2 separate regions of the Sus scrofa genome follow, and region 1 is linked to region 2. Evidence: chromatin contacts called from public Hi-C data. All regions are on one chromosome and are shown on one strand. The core of a region is the stretch at or near the end of the contact, and the rest is flanking DNA. Distances in the headings are between cores, read along the strand shown. Region 1 has its middle 24 kb from the start of KLF10. Region 2 has its middle 42 kb from the start of AZIN1.

Region 1 (2,812 bases), core at 138-2,637, 180 kb before region 2:
CAAAGCAAGGATTCAAGCAAAATGCCACGTTGCTACCAGAAACCTGGAGATAAACAGAACATCTTTGAAATACAATTAAAAAACAATTCACAGGGAGCTCCCATCATGGCTCAGCAAATTAAGAACCTGACTAGTATCCGCGAGGATGTAGGTTCAATCCCTGGTCCCGCTCAGTGGATTAAGAATCCGGCGTTGCAGTGAGCTGTGGTGTAGGTCATGGACTCGGCTCTGATCCCACATTGCTATGGCTGTGATGTAGGCTGGCAGCTGTAGCTCTGATTTGACCCCTAGCCTGGGAACTTCCATATGCCTCAGGTGCAGCCCTAAAAAGCATAAATAAATAAATAAATAAATAAAAGGAAGCAAGAGAGAAAGAAAGAAAAAGAGTTCATAGGCAGTTCCTGCTGTGGCACAGTGGGTTAAGAATCTGCCTGCAGCAGCTCAGGTCCCTCTACAGAGTTGAGGGTTCGATCCCCGGCCTGGTGCGGTGGATTAAAGGATCCAGTGCTGCCGCAGCCGAGGCTCAGATTCAATCCCTGGCCAGGGAACTTCCACATGCCATGAAACACACACACATACACACACATCCCACCACAATTCACAAACCTCGGAGCAGCTATTTTTAAAGAAATAATTAGAAGCTCTAGGAACGTGCTTTTCATGCTGAGAAGCTCACTGGACTCCACTGGCTCCTGCTCCCAATATACGGGAGTGAGTCTGCAAGAATAAACAGGAGATGGACGGAGCACTCACAGGAACCATGTAGGTTTGAAGTACGTGAGCATTTTCACACCGTAACACAGTCAGCAGATTTCTGGTTCCATTCTAGCCAGGTGCCTCTCATCGGACCATTCAAAACTGCCCAGGATTTAACAGCCATTCCTACCATAGAGGGAGACTTTCCTTTATGGAATGCTCAGGGGAAATCAGTTCATTTTGAAGTGGTTGGAGTTTGATCCTGTGAGACCATCAGAACTTTCCACCAGAGGTAAATGAAGAGATTCTGGGCTTTATTCAGTGCCTGATTAACACGGGTGTCCCAGCGGTACTTGCTAATTCTCCTTCTATTTTTATCCCTCTCCCCACATCTTAGTACCTTTGACCTACTCTGAACTCAGACCCCAGATCTATTAGAGAGATGTTATCAGGCTTTCTTTAAAAATGGACAGGTGATAAAATAAAGTTAACCTGGAAGCAGCAGCTAAGCAAGGGGAATGAAAACATCAGAAGTTATCTACAGCCACAGGCATCCAAGGCTCTGTCTTATCTGCTGGGTAATAAAAACAGGACCTTCCTAAAATTGAAGGACATCCATTCAAATAAGTCAAATTGGTGCTTGCCTCTGACTCTTGGGGGGATTGCTCCAAAGCTTAACCAGTGTTTGCTGATTACAAATCATTGGCATGGGTTTGAAACACCTGTGTGCTAGGAAAGTTGGGATGGGGCACAGGGCAGTGGGAAGGTTGTTTTGCCATTGGGAAAAAAATAAAACACAAACATCTCTGAGAACAGGGATTATTAAGAGGGTGGTTGAAGGAAGGAATGGGGAGAAAAGAATATCTCCTCTGAAGTGAGGGTATTTTTTTCAAAAGACTAGGATTGAGTCTCAGTTTAAGGAGGACACTTTTAAATAGTTTGGACAGCTCAAAACTGAACTGAAAACTGAGGGAGCCAAAAACAACATAAAAAAAAAAAAAATCCTGGCAAAGCAGCAGGTGGATGAAGAGTTGGTTTCGCATAGTTTTGAACTCAGGAGTAAAGAAGCAGAGGCAGCCTCTCCAGAGGCTCTGAAATTCTCTGGAATCTATGTGTCTGTTGCAGGCCGAAGAGGGTGGAAGTGGGGTATTTCTTCCTCAAAGTCTCCCAGGGCACCCATCCCTCCCTACCTCACCCCGCTTCTCCATTCACCCTTCCTCCCTCCACCTCCAGAATCCCAGGGGCATACTTCTTAAACTTGAGCCACCAGGGACCATCTCTGCCGCCCAGATTCTTCCCGGAGCCTGGCAAGGTATGGAACTGGAAGCCAGGCTTCAAGGCTGCAGGGGGCACGGTGGGACCTGGAGCCTTAAAGCCCACACATCCTTCAAGGGGATGGAGGACTGGATCTTCCTAACAGCACTTCTCACGGGTCAGCTGCTCCCTATTTGACGGTGATCAGTACAGGACCGTCCCCCTCCATTTCGCTCCAAGGTCCCTCAAGGTCTGTGATAGCGCAGATTCTGACCTCTTTCGTTGGCTGAGTCCAGCGCCTCAGGGGTCCCTTCAGTACCCCACCCCCAGCCCCCGCCCCCCTACTTTATCTAATTAAGGAAGGAGCGCAGAGGGACTTGGCTGAATCAAGAGACCTGCAAGCCTGAGCATGAGTTTGAAGCCCGAGAGCCTGAGACGCAATTGAATATTATTGGAACCCTCTGTGAGCAGGAGGGGAGGGGAGGGGAGGGGAGAGGGGTTAGGCGGCTGAGTCCCACCGCAGCGGGTCCAGCCCCAGGACCCCCCACCCCGTCGCCATCGGGAACAGCGGCGCTACGACTCCTGCAGAGACTCCCGCTCCCGATTCCCCTCAGTTGGGGCAGGTCCACCCTCTCTGAACCCCCACCGGGCAGAGCCAGCGGGGGAGACCAAAGGCGAGACGGCCAAATTTCCCCTGGACGAAGACACTGGGCGCAGCTCTTCCGAAAGAGCAGCGGCGGCTCAGAGCGACCCCCTGCCCCTGAAAAGTTGCTCTGGCGCTGAGGTCAAGGTCAGGTTCAAGATTAGACCAACTTACCTGGAGCAGCCCCAAGGGAAGATGGGGCTTCAGCCGGCTTTGTCC
Region 2 (3,133 bases), core at 59-2,558:
CGGGTTTTGTTCTCCCGGCTGTGGTGCTGCTTCCGCCTGCAAGAGGAGACACAGACGACACCCCCTCCCTGGGCTGGCATCACTTGTTGAGCTGTGGCTTTGAAAGAACAGCATGGCAAAGCTGGAAAAGAGACTGAGAATAAATTCCAGCAGGGGGCCCACCAGTGGCAGTTGTGTTTGCTCCTGGTTGCAGGGGGCGGGGAGAGGGGGTCATGGGGGGGGGTCCATGGGTGGGGGGAGTGAGGTGAGATGGAGGGCAGGGGAGGAAACCCAGGCACCTGTGGAGGTTTGCCGCCTTGACTTCCTGGCTCCTCTCCCTTCCTGATTGATTAGGCAGGAAAAACCGTAAGGGTTTACAGAAGTTTCTAGGTGCCACTTAGGCCACTGCAGGTGGGTGCTTCTTAAAGGGTCTCTAGCCCTTCTTGAGCATCCTGGAACCACAGGAGGCAGCCTCTCAAGGGGGTTGCTGAACAGACAGTGGCAGACCACAGCACCCAAAGCCTCTGGCCTCTTACCACTCGGAAGCAGCCCAGACTCCTCAACGTGTCTCATTCCTTCCTGCAGCTAATCCATTTTCTCTGCTGAGGGGATTTTGGCTTAAATTCCCAGGGAGTAGGAAATCCACCTTTCCAAGGACTGCAGTTATGTCCTTATCACGTGCTTAAATGCTTCTTCCTTCTTTTGCATGCTTCCTTTCTTCTTCCTACGACTCCCCCCACCTTCCCTGGACAGCCAACCACCCTGGGTTTACTTAGGCTCTCCAATTCTTCGACCCTTGGACGTACATCCCCTTTGAAGGGTGTGAGGTGGGAGAGCCTCCCGTCCCAGCCCCAGCGCCGTCCCACCGAGGTCCGAAAAGGCAATTAGGTTAGGCCAGTGCATTCCTTCAGGTCCAACCCCAAGCAGGCAGGGCTTGGCCAGAGCTGCTCCCATCAAAGAGATCTGGGCTGCATTATCCAGACGGAGGTGAAGGTTCCCTGGTGGCCTGGGGCCCAGGGTGTCCACCCGCGGTTCTTCTCCTCCCCCAGAAACGTGGCCTGGGGCCTTTCCCAGCAAGGGCCTCTCCCTCCCCCACCGCTCCCCGAGCCACCCACCCAGCGCCGGCTCCAGCACGTGGCTCCTGGCGCAGGTTTCCTCCCCGCCCCGGCGGCTCCGCTGGGTGGTTTTCACCCTCCCTGTTCCCCCCCACAGCCAGCCCCCCACCCCGTGACTTCTTGTAAAAGGTCTGCTCGTCCCCACCCACCTCCGCCCTCCCGCGGCTGCCAGGGCCGAGCCGCCTCCGCTCCCCACCGCCTCCCCCGGAGGCAGCGCTTTCTCCCCGCCCCTGGCAGCGGGCTCGGCTTCGGAAACTGTTGACTCAGAGGGTGGCCGGGCGGCCAGCGTCTGATGTCAGCTTGGAGTTGGGCCAAGGGAGCGGAGAGGCGAGGGAGGGGGGAGGAAGGTGCCGGAGGCAGGCGGGCGGGCGGGAGCGGGAGGGCTGGGGGAGGACGGCGCTGGGGGCGCGGGAGGAGCCCGGCGCGGGGTGCGGGGTGCGGGGTGCGGGGCCCGGGGTGTGGAGTGGAGCCCGCCCCGGGGGGACGCCCGGCCGCGGCGGGGGACTGCTCTCGGCTCCTCAGCTCGGCGCTGCGCGCTCGGCGGCTGCGGCTGCCCGGGCGCCCGTGAGTCACGGTGCGTCACCGGAGCAGATGCCCGGGGCGGCTGGAGGCTCCCGGGCTCCCGCTGACTCATCAGAAAGCCCTGCCGCGCGGCCCGGGGGGCGGGGCGGGGAGCGGCCCGGGCAGGCGGCCGCCGAGGTCGTTTGAGGCGCTCGGAGCCGGAAAAGCCCAAGAAGGAGGCTGTGGCGGGGGCGCCGTGTCGGCACGGAGACGACTGGCAGCTGCCAGAGTCACCTGCGGCGCGGGCTAGTGGCGGGCGACAAAGGGGGGAACAAGTCTCCCAACGTCACCGCAGCCGGCGAGCCGCGACCGGGTCCCGCTCCCCTTCGCGGTTCTCCCTGGGCTGCGCGGGCCCCCACCCGGGGCTCCCCCTCCCCGTGTCGCACACGCTTCGGTGTCGGGAGAAGGCGGTTCCGTGGCACCATCACTGGCCTCCAAGGCGCCCGAGGTCGCAGGGTTCTACCTCGCCTTCTAAAGACGCCGGGTCTCGGTGGGAAAAGACTACACCAGCATCTGGGGCCTCGACATTCTCATCCCCCGCCTCCGTCTTTCTACCCTCCCTCCCCAGGGAAAGCTACTCCGCTGCCCTGCCGTGGACACCGCGTGCCGGGTCAAGGCCTGGCCCCAGCTCTTTCCTGTCGCTGCCGGCTAACCACAAGGGCCCGTGGCACTCAGGAAATGGAGCAGACGGGCTAGGGAGCTATCAGGAAGGGGCATGGGCAGAGAGGATTTGTCTTTGTGACTGTCCACCCTGTCCTGAAACAGGGATAAATTCTGTAGCATTCAGGAAATGTGTGGCTCCTCCAAGCAAGGTGTCCTCCACCCGCTCTGACAGGCAAGGGGAGGAAAGGGCACAGAGGGGTCTGACTGTCCTTGCCCTCCCTGTATCTGGCCAGGGAGATAGCCTGGGCACAGTTTGAGCAGTGACAGAGTGGGAAGTGGGGTACAGGTGCTTACAGAGGCCCTGGTAGAGGCTTCCTGGTGGAGCTGGCATTAGGGCAGGGGCCTTGAAGAGCAAGGATTTAACAGATGGGGAAAGGATGTTTCAGACGGAAACAAACGCCTGGAACCAAAACCCAAGAGGGAGGAAAGAGCAGGGTGAGTTCCCAGAATAGCAAGCAATGCAGTTGCATTAGAGGAATGCACAGGCACATCAGGGGCCTGGCCAGGTAGCACAGATGTGGCTCTCAGAAGCAGATATAGTGACCCACAGGGACCTGGAGCCACAGGGTTCTGCCCTCTGCTCCTAGGCACCAAGTCATGCCAGTTCCCTGATGGATAGATAGATTCTTTCCAAGAATTCCACAGTCCTGCCCAGCCAGGGCTGTGGGCGTCTTCCTGCCCTGGGTGGCTTCTATTCGTTGCTATCTAAATCTTTTGCTCAGATTTTAAATACTTGGCTATTCTGTCCTTTGACTGTCTGTTGGTATTGATCTCCCTTCGTGTTTCTCATCCCCGGCGACAGCACATGGGAATTA

What was found. Hi-C and Micro-C count contacts between places; a contact is called where the count stands out from the background.
Region 1: a contact with region 2 is called in a Hi-C map of liver, with 2.2 times the contacts expected there. The contact joins two enhancer-like sites. A contact is called at or near these places in 5 of 47 Hi-C or Micro-C datasets (alveolar macrophages, embryonic fibroblasts, epiblast stem cells and 1 more) and 2 of 2 datasets of contacts at active chromatin or transcription factors (alveolar macrophages and skeletal muscle).

Annotation. Positions count from the first base shown.
Region 1 is chr4:34,452,351-34,455,162 of Sscrofa11.1, reverse strand. No RefSeq gene overlaps it. Among named protein-coding and RNA genes, the nearest start is that of KLF10, 24 kb to the right of the region's middle. Within about 2 kb of position 1,387, at least 3 of the 83 cell types and tissues checked have an H3K27ac peak or open chromatin away from gene starts, as enhancers often do. A contact at or near this core is called in liver, where this site is marked.
Region 2 is chr4:34,267,491-34,270,623 of Sscrofa11.1, reverse strand. No RefSeq gene overlaps it. Among named protein-coding and RNA genes, the nearest start is that of AZIN1, 42 kb to the right of the region's middle. Within about 2 kb of position 1,308, at least 67 of the 83 cell types and tissues checked have an H3K27ac peak or open chromatin away from gene starts, as enhancers often do. A contact at or near this core is called in liver, where this site is marked.